Linked DNA regions of Gossypium hirsutum: region 2 is linked to region 1. Evidence: chromatin contacts called from public Hi-C data. All regions are on one chromosome and are shown on one strand. The core of a region is the stretch at or near the end of the contact, and the rest is flanking DNA. Distances in the headings are between cores, read along the strand shown.

The links. Hi-C and Micro-C count contacts between places; a contact is called where the count stands out from the background.
Region 2: a contact with region 1 is called in a Hi-C map of leaf, with 4 times the contacts expected there. The contact joins the enhancer-like site here to the promoter of LOC107887351 in region 1. A contact is called at or near these places in 4 of 34 Hi-C or Micro-C datasets (callus and leaf).

Annotation. Positions count from the first base shown.
Region 1 is chrA03:67,902,879-67,908,756 of Gossypium_hirsutum_v2.1, reverse strand. It overlaps LOC107887351 (pentatricopeptide repeat-containing protein At1g26460, mitochondrial), which reads right to left and starts at 2,944. Exons shown (of 6, transcript XM_041097891.1): 1 at 2,157-2,944; 2 at 1,395-1,617; 3 at 815-1,294. The coding sequence starts at 2,770. It overlaps LOC107887353 (50S ribosomal protein L18), which reads right to left. Exons shown (of 2, transcript XM_016811558.2): 2 at 4,205-4,680. The coding sequence ends at 4,285.
Region 2 is chrA03:68,453,103-68,458,980 of Gossypium_hirsutum_v2.1, reverse strand. No RefSeq gene overlaps it. Among protein-coding and RNA genes, the nearest start is that of LOC121219577, 11 kb to the right of the region's middle. Within about 2 kb of position 2,865, at least 8 of the 9 cell types and tissues checked have an H3K27ac peak or open chromatin away from gene starts, as enhancers often do. A contact at or near this core is called in leaf, where this site is marked.

The sequences.
Region 1 (5,878 bases), core at 1,695-4,194:
TTTCTTCAGCTTTCCAAATGCATAGATTAGAGCATTATATGAATGAATGTCAGGGGTCAACCCAAAAGAGGAACTTATTGCATCAAATGTTTGGTAGGCACGCTCGATATCCCATATGTTCCCACATCCCAAAATTATACAATTCAGAGCGGCAACAGACTTGTATGGAGGGTCTGCACGACTTAAGTTCTCAAGTTGAAAATATACCTGGGAGAATATTTCAAATTTTCAACATCAGCAACACCCTCCTCTATAAATGAGCAAAAAATATGCAAGTAGGTTTATAAAAAATTTAAACAAGCAATGATGAATTGAATACCATAACAGCAAACTTGAAAAGCCTTTATTTCCCCAAAAGAGAAAAAAAAAGGAAAGAAAAGATTTCTCTCACACAAAAATTGTAGTTACAAGGATGTAAGTGCTAAATTCTGATAAAGTGGCCTACAGATGCAAATTCTAATATAATTGCCAAGGCATGCAGCCATCAATGAATGCATTCCAAGAATAGAATGATGCAGCAAAAATAATTTTATTTTAAACATATTCCACAGTTCTAAACACAAAGACAAGTGGTCTAAAAGGCTTCATTCAAATGCTCAATAAGCATCAAATGGTTATTGAGCAGCTTAAGGAACTTCTTTGAAATTTATTCATCACTAATATTTCTAAATTGGATTCATTCTAATTTAAAAGGCAACATGCATGCATGGTGATATTTCACATACTAATACCCTTCTCTTGAGAAATATAGCAATCGTCGATAACATTAAATAATAGATGATTCAAAGGAATATCAAAATGTAACAGGACATACTGAATCCAAAGTCTCAAAACCATTCTTGGAGCAAGCCACAACCAAGGGATATAAAGAGGTGAAAGGTGAGAACAGGTCTTCTGCTTCGTTAGTGGACTTGCCATGAGTAGCCTCAAACTCATGCAACGTGCCAAAAGCTTTCTGCAGATTCCCCAATGATGCATGTGCATAAATCTTCCCAAGGAAAGATTCAGGGTTGGGCACCTTCTTTTGACGCAATGAACGCCGTAGGATTGCCCAGGACACATCCAACAGTTTCGAACTGTATGTCCTACCCGCAGTTACAAGTGCTGAGACAATTAATCCTTCATCTACAGAAAGCAAGAAAGGCGGCCTTGCATTTTCACCCCGAGCAATCCATTTGGCCATAAATTCCAAGGCATAAAATGCTAGCTTGCTGTTATCCGCTTGCATTGCAACTTCTGCAAGATAGTTGCACAAAGTCCAATTTGGATAAAGAGCTCTATTCTGATCTGTTGTCTGCTAAGAGTCATAAGAACAAAGTTAAATAATCAAACACTGAGCAAAGGCTACCTCCTAATCGAAACAATATCATTAGCAAATAACAAGAGTCATATACCTTGCACATCTCAATGACATTGGCCAATTCATCAAGCCGGCCTTGTTTAACACAGCATGCCACACATTCTGTAAAAACTCGCATGGACAACTTATATCCAGATTTTAAGGCCATATCAATATGATTCAAGGCTGCTTCAAACTGTTGTGACTCAAATAGCATTCCAATAACCAAATCATAAGTCTCATCGTCAGACAGAGATTCTGTTCCACCTTGCAGCATCCTGATAGAAATAGATTGAAGGTGAATATCACCAATATTTTAGAAAACAATTCCAAAGATAAACATGCTAAAGCAGCGTATTACTGATGCTATTGAATTCCTAGAAAAATGAATGCACATCCTTATTGAAAGCAAATTGATTAAAAAAAGGTCTTTAAAGTTTTAAAAGGAAATATATATATTCATCCACGACCACACAACCCCAAGTCCGATAGTATGGCAGAAGTGATTGTAACAAAAAATATATTATATATATCATTTTAAATAAAAAATCCAAACTCTCAATATAATTACAAAAAAAGAAACAAAATTAACTTAAAGATTAATCCAAGCCCACTGCTACGAAATGCAAATAAACAAACTTTAGCAGCAAATTAGAAACAATTTTAGTTATATCCCTTCTCATTTATTAACTCAAATATTTATGGAACTTTCAAGCAAAAGGCAACCTACAATTATCCAAAACACCCCCAAAAAAAAACATAGGGCTTTAAAAGAGAGAAATTGGGGGGGGGGGAGCATAGTGCTACTATAACTAACCGTTCAAGCAGCTTCTCAGCAGCTTCAGTTTCCTTAGCTTGCTTCATAGCCTTTAAAACGAAATTAAAGGTCGCTGTATTGGGAACAATGGCAAACTCGTCCATTTGCGCCACCAAATCAAGCAAATCACCTGCCGATGCTCCGATCATAAAACTAGCCCTCAAATACTGATTATAAAGATTCACATCGGGCTTATTGGGCTTCCCATTCTTATCCAGCGATCGAACCCAGAACTCAAATAGCTCTTTCACGTCGGTCCATCGTTGCTGAGTCATCAAATCAGCAAAATGGTTCATTAAAGCAGGGGCATCAAGGATTTGGGAGAGGTATTGAATCCGTTGGCCAGGAGTTTGGCTGAGGAAGCCGAGGGGAATAAGGGATTGCGCTAGGGAGGTTGTTTTTCTGGCTGCGTTTGGGTCTCGCCAGTTCTCGTGGTAAAGGGGGCTGCCGGAGGCTGGGTTGGGAGGGAGAGGGGTGGTTTGAGTTTCAGCCGTGTGGGCTGACTCGGCAAGTTGGGGTTCTTGAGAGAGGTAAGGGAAGCTGGAAATGGATTTGGCTTGGCTTACTCGGAGTAGGATTCGTGTTCTGGTCAAGATCGCCATTTGTGAAGCCATTTTTTGTTCACTGTCAATAGTGAAGCAAAAGAGCTAACTTCTCAGGTTAGGGTTAAAAGGGGTTATCGCCTTTGAAGGAGACAATAGTAAATTCAATATTGGGTTAATTTCATTATACATACACAAACTATTTCCGATTCTAAATTCATCCCTAAATTAAAAAATGTTCGCAAAGAATCAAATTTTTATTGAGGGGTGAGATCGGTTTATAAGAAATCGGGGTATTTGGTTTTTTTATTTTTCGAATCGGTGGTCGGTACGGATTTGGGTTTCATATGGGCTTTGAGCTTTTGAATTTTATTAATAATTAGATTAAATTATTTTTGTTTTATGTTTTTAAGACATTATTTGGCAATTTTATTTTTTTTAATGATACATAAAATCTCAATTAATATATTTATTTAAAAAATAATTTGTAAAATCTATAATTAAAAATCCAATTAAACTTTGATTTAATCACACCCAACCTTCATTGAACATGGTTAAATATTAAATTATTTGTATTTTATAACTCTTAATGTGTAATGATAGCAAAAAAACACCCAACTTGGAAATGTTAATAATGATAATCCAAATTTTAAAAGTTTTAACAACAATAATAAATAAACAATGCATTCGTAAGAGGATGAATTTGAAATTAGATTTAGGGTTTATTTTTCATTTTTTATTCAATTATAGAATATGTAAAAGCATAATAAAAACTATATTTAGCTTTTAGAAGCAATGAGTTTTGTTTTAGGTTTTAAATATATTTAAATTTGGGTTTCTTTTTAAAAATTTTAAACTTTTTTTTTTACTTTTCGATATCTAATGAAATAAATTGAAATCTAATTGAATTGATGTGGTTCAACGAAATCATCTAATTAGAACTGAACTAAACTATAAAAAAACACGAACAGAATTGTCTATTCGACTCAGTTTCTTGGTTTGATAGGTTTTTTTTAACCCTAATTGTATTAATTAGATTACTCCCTCAGCTTAAATTGTTAACACGATAGTGTATGTTGTATTAACAAGTTGAGTATGACATATTAAAAAATAATGTAATAAAATTTAAGATTTTCTTTTAACAGGTCCATTTACCATTCAAAACAGTGGCAGGGCAATTAGCGAGTAGATTAAAAAAGTGACTTACTTAAACTACAAAATCTTTGGGTTTTGTTCGAGAACATTTGTGCATTAAGCCTTGGAAATTATACTACTTTCTCTTTTTGGGTGGTGATCGAGTTTGAGAAGAAGAAATAAGAATGGATAATTGATTCCTACTCTCCGGATGTGCTTCATTTTTTGTTATTGTTTACAGCTTATGTCTTATTCATGTTAGCTCACAGTATTATATGGTTTTGGCTTGATGCCAGCAAAGCATTTGCAGGTGTTTTACAAATACAACATTCATCATTTCATACTACATAGCACTAAAAAATGATTCTATTCTAATATCAAGAGGCTCAAATATTGATTGCATTCCCACAGTTCAGTAATAAATTAATTTACTACACCAATGTGTGATTGGCTCATACAAATATGATCCCATTCTCCTTAATGGTGTCAAGAACTATGCCTAGCTTACCTTCAATCCTCTCACCCTTTCTAGGCTCGTAAGACATTGCATACACATCGGCTTCCTTTGATCGTTCAGCAATAAGTTTCCCGATTATTCTGCATGCATTGTGGTCTGTGAGTGATGCCAAATTGTTTCTAAGATCCTTGGCATTCGTGGTTGCGACTGATATCACTTTGCTTGTACCTCGATGCATCACTTTTGCATGAATAAATTTCTTCGAAAAGAAAACATTTAGTAGAAATGGCCTCATATACATATCGGTCCTTTGTTTCCATGATTTCCTATTGGGTTGCTTTGCAGCTTCACCACGTGATCTCCTGGTCCAGGCAGCTTGAACAAAAGGACCCTAAACATAAATGCCAAACAAAATTAACTTGGATTCTCTTTTTGCTTCCTTCAACGGATTTAGTCAGTGCTCAGTGTGTGAATTGTCCGCTAAATATGCACAACAGGAAATCATAACTTACTATCATATAACAAATCAAAACAAACACCTTTCCAACTATTCGACATAAAAGCCAAAATCCGAACAATTTCAGATCCTAAAGTGTTGAACTGTACGAAGTTACATTTGGATTAAAAAGAGTGACTAAAATTATCAGCCAGATGTATTATGCTTTACTAAAAAGGACAAATTGTGCATACGAGTTCACAAGTTCACATATTTTGAGGTGAAAGTACCATAAAGGCCCCTGCATTAAGAGTCAGATTGCATTTAGCCCCCTTTAATTAGTCTCTATATGTTAGATCAAAGAGCAAATTGGTCCTTTATGTTAAAATTCATCAATTTTTACTCTTCAAAACTAGTGTGGCTAACCAAATAACTAGACAGTTGGCATGCCCACGTATACCTTATGCTGACATATAAGGATCAGTTTTTAACAGTAAAAACTGATGAAATTGTTAATAGAACTAGTTTGCTCACTGATCTAATCTATATGACTAATTTGCCCATTTTTTAAAGTAGAAGGGCAATATACAATTTCCCTCCTAGTATAAGGGCCTCCATGGTACTTCTACCCATATTTTATCATTGATCATACTATAATAAAACCCAACCCCATGGAACATAAGAACAATGATGAGAGGAGATTTTTATTCTCTAAATTTAAACAAAATCTAAGCTCAAAAACATTTTATTTTGGAGCTTGCTAGTAAAATTCAGCAATGATGTTAACTGTCCCTGTGAACAAGCCGGTAAGTAACGAATCAAACCTCAAGACAAGATGTTATATCTTCTCAACCATCAAAACAGGAGCACCATGATATTCTTTAACTCCAGAGAATGGAAGTAAGATTTTATAATCTTTTCATCGGAAACAGGGTGTACTTCACATCATTTTCCTCGAGATAAATCTCCACAGCGCAAAAAGGCTGTTTAAAATCTTCTAGGTCTAGGCATATTCGATACAAACAATAATGATCCGATTTCTAAATTATGAAACTTTATTTGGCATAGTATATATCTCTACTTTCATACAGAAAAGAGATTATCCCTTCCAAACCAGTAAACTCTTATCAACTTCATAAGACATCTTTGAGTT
Region 2 (5,878 bases), core at 1,616-4,115, 550 kb before region 1:
GACACTATTCATAGACTGTAACAGCCCAATTTATAGTGGTGTCGGAAATAGTTTGAGATCACTACAATTCGACAAATGAACTCATAAATTTTATTATTTAGTGTTTATAACAATTTATGAATTTAGGAAAAACTATAAATTAGTGATTTATGTTTTAGAAATATTTATTAGATTAATTAGTTTTGAAAACGAGGAAACGAGAGCTTGATTTCATAAACCGAGATGTAAAAAAATATTTACGGAGTGTTATTAGGTTAGTATTAAAGTCTTGTTAGAGAAATTTAACGTTTTGATAGTTTATTAATTAAAAAGGATTAAATTGAAAAAAAAGTAAAACTTAATTAAAGAAATAGTGACTAGATAGCTCAAATAATAAATAAGAAGGATTTAAAGAGAAATTGGGCCTAAATTACATAGGCTAGGCACCAGGGATATAGGAATTAGTAAGGAAATAATATGAACTAGGGACAAAATTGTAAATTTTACAAAATTAAACAAATAAATAAACAATTAAAAGAGTTTCTAGCAAATTCTTCATATTTATTCAGCCAAAAACACCATAGAAGATCCTTAGAAGCTGATTTTGCATATTCTTACTTCAACTGAGTTCAATTCTTGCTTTTTCTTTGAAATTTTTATGTTTTAAGACTTTTACAATTACGTCCAATTGTCTATTTCATTAATTTTTTTGATTTAATGAGTGATTTTGAGAACTACCATTGATGAGTGTTGGAAGTTTATAATGAATATGGATTTGAAGCTTTAATTTTATTATATGATGATTTTATCAAGTAATTTCAATAGAATTTGATTATTAGGACTAAATTGTGAATAATAAAAGAATTAGGGTTTTCTGTTAGATTTCTATGAATTAAAGGCTGTAAAATAGCTTAGAATAATGGAATAAATTGTTAATTGAGAAAAATTAGCTCAATTGGTGGGAAAATTGATAAATGACTAAATTGTAAAAACTGTTAAAGTTAGGGTAAATGTGTAATTTCAAAAATTTAAGGGCATAAATTGTGAAGTGAATTAGAATTGAATTTGATGCTGATGAATGAATAATTTTATATTATAGATCAAGAACCCGAAGACAAACGTGAAAAAGAGAAATTACCAAAATAGTTCCTGAATTTCTACAACTTCTACAAACTACCCCAGGTAAGTTCATATGGTTGAACTTTCATGATTAATTGTTAATTTAGGAATGATATCATGTATTATTTCATATTTTTTTATTGAATTATGATTATTGTAAATATATGAAAATTGAATTGAAAGTTCAAATTAAGTGGAACGCAGGATTGAGTACGATCGTTTCGTGACACAAGATGAATTGATGAATAAGACCATGGTTGGACCATGGCAATGTTTGAATGTAAGACCATAGTTGGACTATAGCATTTTAATGAAAAAAAAACCATAACTGGGTTATGGCACCTTGAACATAAAACCTTGGTTGGACCATGGCAGTATATGCATACGTGTAAGACCATAGCTGGGCTTTGACATCCCGATGATAAGACCATAACTGGGTTATGGCATTACAAGTGTAAGACCATGGCAGGGCTATGACAATTGTGTAAGACCATAGTTGAACTACGGTATCAAGAAAACGATGTACTCAAATCTGTAAGACATTATCTAATTTGACAAGGATTGGTAAGTATTACATGGATTAATGTGAAAAAAATTCAATAGTTATTGATATTAAGAATTCATCAATCGAAATTGTGGTTGGCACGAAATGTTGTGAAATGCTTAATCTAAATAAATTATTTAGTATGTTTAGTAAGATCTATATTTAATGCTTATAAACTTACTAAGCTTCATTAAGCTTACTAGTGCTGTTTAATGTTCTTTGTAGATTAGCGTAAGGTTGGAGGATCGGATCAATATATCAAGCCACACTATCCAGATTAAACCAGTAATTTTTGCAATGTAAATTTTGGTTCATATGGCATGTATAGAGTTAGTTTGAAAATGAAATAGATTGAAATGTGATTGTGAATCTTAAATGTTTGTATCTAAATAGTTAGAAATAGAATTTGATAAATCTATGGAATGAGTTAAATAGTTAAGTATAAGTAATGGAAATGTTTGAAATGTTATGTCATGTTGAGAAAATGTTTTGGCTTGCATTGTTTCCATGGTTGGGATATATTGGTATATAAAATTGTTGTGTGCAGGTTGATATTAAAAAAGGGTGAGAAAAGTAGCCTTAAGATGGTCTATTTTCATCTACACAGGCAGAGACACGAGCGTATTTTATCAATAGTTTAGGCTCTAGAAGACATACAATATTTGGTTTATTCCTAGAAAATACGGCCAAATTTGGCACTAGTACGACCTTGATAGTTCAATGATTTTTTTTTTTTGAAGTTTCAATCCACAAATACAAGGAAAAAGGAAACGAACCTCACTGTCTAGAACTTTCAAGAAATTCTGGTTGTTCTTCCGACGCAATTGTTTTACCTTAACCAACAACCACCGTGGACTGGGAAGTAAGAAATTCTGCCATAATACTTATAGCCTCAGATAAATGAATGTGTGGGCTACTGGACGTCTTAAAACCGCTCCTCCGACCAAGGATTGTTTTATTTAATTTTTTTCCCATGCCGTCCAACCCCCGATTTCTCTCTAGAATTGAGTCATTTACCACGTCACTTGAATTTCCCCAACTATTTTTTCAGCTGCCATTTGCTGAACCTATTGACTTTTATCAGCCTGTGTAGCTTGGTCCAAAGCAATGACATTCAGCTAAAAAAAAAATGGCCTAATATTTTTTCCATCAATCTGTTGGTCTGTAGTACTCCATTACCCTTTTCAAATGTGTCACTTTCATTTGTTCCTTTGGATCGAAATACCCAACACACCCAAGGCCCAATTCATGCCATTTTCCTGATGGGCCAACAGCATCCTTGATGCCCACACTTTTATTTTTCCACATCCGGGCCCCATAACTCCACTATCACTTTTACTTAAATTTAGGCTTAGTTTAGATGGACGGTGTGTCTACCTCTGGTGAGGTTAAAAACAGCAGTGGCAGTGAGATTAGTTACTATAGAAATGAGATTGGATACTATAGCGGTGAGATTAGAAACAACGATAGAATGTTTGTTTGGATTCAAACGCAGATGTAACAATGTAGTGAGAATAAAAAATGACTATTAAAGACATCAGATTAAAAATGATATATAATAGAAAGTTTTTAAATTATTTTATTTTTACGAAATTATTAAAAATATATGAATTTATAATTTCATTTAATAAAATATTAAAATGTATTTTATGATATTTTATTATAAATATTTTAATTAATTATATAATTATTTTTTATAAAAATTCACTTAAAAATATTATTTATTATCATGAAAATACAAACAATATTTTTTATTGGACTTAATAAGAACAAAAAGGTTATAGTGAAAAAATAGCGTTCTAGCTTTCTTTCCCACTATTACCTTTAGCTCCAGTCCAAAATAAAACCAGCAGTGAAATGGAAATTTTTAACCGTAGCTCACCTCAGTTATCCAAACATCAAACAATGCAGTGAAAAAGAATATTCTCTCAATATTCCATCTCACCTTGGCTTATTTTGCATCTAAAGGGAGCATTAATCTTGCCCATTGAGTAGCATTTGCTAGGGTTTCTTTACCTGTATTTTTGGCGCCTCTTGTTCCCTTATTCTTAAGATCAAATTCCTCCATGTCCTTATCTAGAGAGAACAACGCCATAAATCTTGATCCAATGAAAGTATTCTCCAAGTTTCCCGCACCAGTCACCTTATTGTCCCTCGATCTACGACGTACCTTTCGCTCTACCAGCATCCATGGCCCGTACGGCCCTTCGTCTATGTCCGATCCTTTGTGAGCCGTCTTCGATTCCTCCAGTTTTGAGACTATCTGCGGCGCCTCCGTCTCAGCATTTCTCTCCAAATGTCCATTTAGGCAAGTTTATTTTATATACCTGTATCTACCACATTCAAAGCAAACTGACGATAAAAATTCATACTCGACTCTCTGTGGTTTGCCATTAACCAAAACCTTGGATATTAGAGGCTTATCCAGACTAACATACACAACCATGCGGGCAAAACGCCATCTTGTCCAACTGTCGGAGCCATTAACCAAAACCTTGGATATATCCAGACTAACATACACAACCATGCGGGCAAAACGCCCTCTTGTCCAACTGTCGGTGTTCAGATCGAACTTTGTAACTGACCCAACAATTCCCCTATTTCCAGAAGGATTTTCCTTTTATACATATATCCCGGTAAGCCAGGAAGCCTAATCCACGCTATAACCACACTAAAAAAAGGTTGAGCAGGGTTGAAATTCATCGTCCAAGGCTGTACAGTTAGATATTGTCCATAGATAATCCAGGGACCCAAAAATTAAAACACAAAAAAATCATTAACCCAGAAATTTATTTCATATCACTGTTTTCATTTCTCTTCTGCAAGAAGAAAAAACACATAAAATCATTAACCCAAAAATTAAAATTCTACATGTTCGTTTCTCTCATTTCACCTCTTAGTAAAAAAAAATTCGAGAACATTTAAAAGCATAAGTAAACCTGAAAGAAAAGAAAAGAAAAATTCTTAAAAAAAAAAACTCATTTCACTGAAAAGCTTTGAACTTTTGTATTCAAGTACCTTTGATTGGATATTTTAAAAGTTTAGGGGCCACATATCCAAAGTACAGAGGCCATCACACTATATGTGCTTCGGGATTGAAAAGTGCAATACCAAATTAGTAGGCTCTACCTTCTTAAATTTTAACTACCTCAAAGCCAGAAGTAGCACCTAACTAGGCGGAGAATCACTGGGCACTAAAGGACCAGCAAGCGAACTGAAGTGTTATCTCTGTCTCTGTATAAATTATGAGTCAGCCTAACTTTGGGCTTCAACTAAATTAGGATATTTTTAGGTAAGTGTAACCAAATAGTGGTGTCCATAGAATTGAAAGAAAAGGACCGAATTGGATGAAAAGAAATTGCTCTAAAATGCACCCCAACTTCTACTTGTACCTGATTTCCTGCTGAAAGAGCAAAGCCTAAGTGTGTCTCTCAAAATATAAATAAAATAAATATTACAAAATGGGTAAGAGGTCAAGAATATTATTCAGCCGCTGTTGAAGATCAGCACAACAATTGTCAGTTTTGAGAACCAAACAAAGATAATATTCAATTGCCATTAACATGAAATGTGGTAGAAATAGAATAACAAGTTGGAAACTTCAGACACTAATGAGGCCATAATATTAAAGGCTTCATGCGAATTAAAAAAAAAACCAAGATAAAAGTGAAAAGCTAACCTTCAAAAGAAACTAAGCCTACCAATAGGGAACAAAGAAAGTGATCCAAACTTCTATTGCTGTTAGTAATATATGTATTTCATGAAAAACTTTTAAATTCTTCCAAATCAATATCTACCAAATGTGTTGTTTGCTTTTTCATTTTCCCCCTCATTTGTAATTCCTTAGGGCTAGTTTAACAATATTTTTAAAAATCATGATATGAAAAAGTATTTTTAAAAAGTATTTTTAAAAAATTTGGTTTAAAATTTAAGTATTTAGTATTATTGTTAAAAAGTACTCTTGAGAAATAAAATGTTTATTTTAGACATATTATTAAGTAACAAATATGCATTTAAATGATACTCAAATTAGTTAATTATAATTTTAACACATCTGTAATTAAACATAAAAAAAAAGTATTATGTTATTGAAAGAGTTAAAAAGTAATTAAGCACCAAATATACTTTTAGTAGAAGAAAGCTCAAAATTTTAATTTCTCTTTTCTTTTTCAAAAATAATTTTAAAAAGTAAAAAATTTCAACTAAAAACAATTTATTTAGCATAACTTTTCAAGC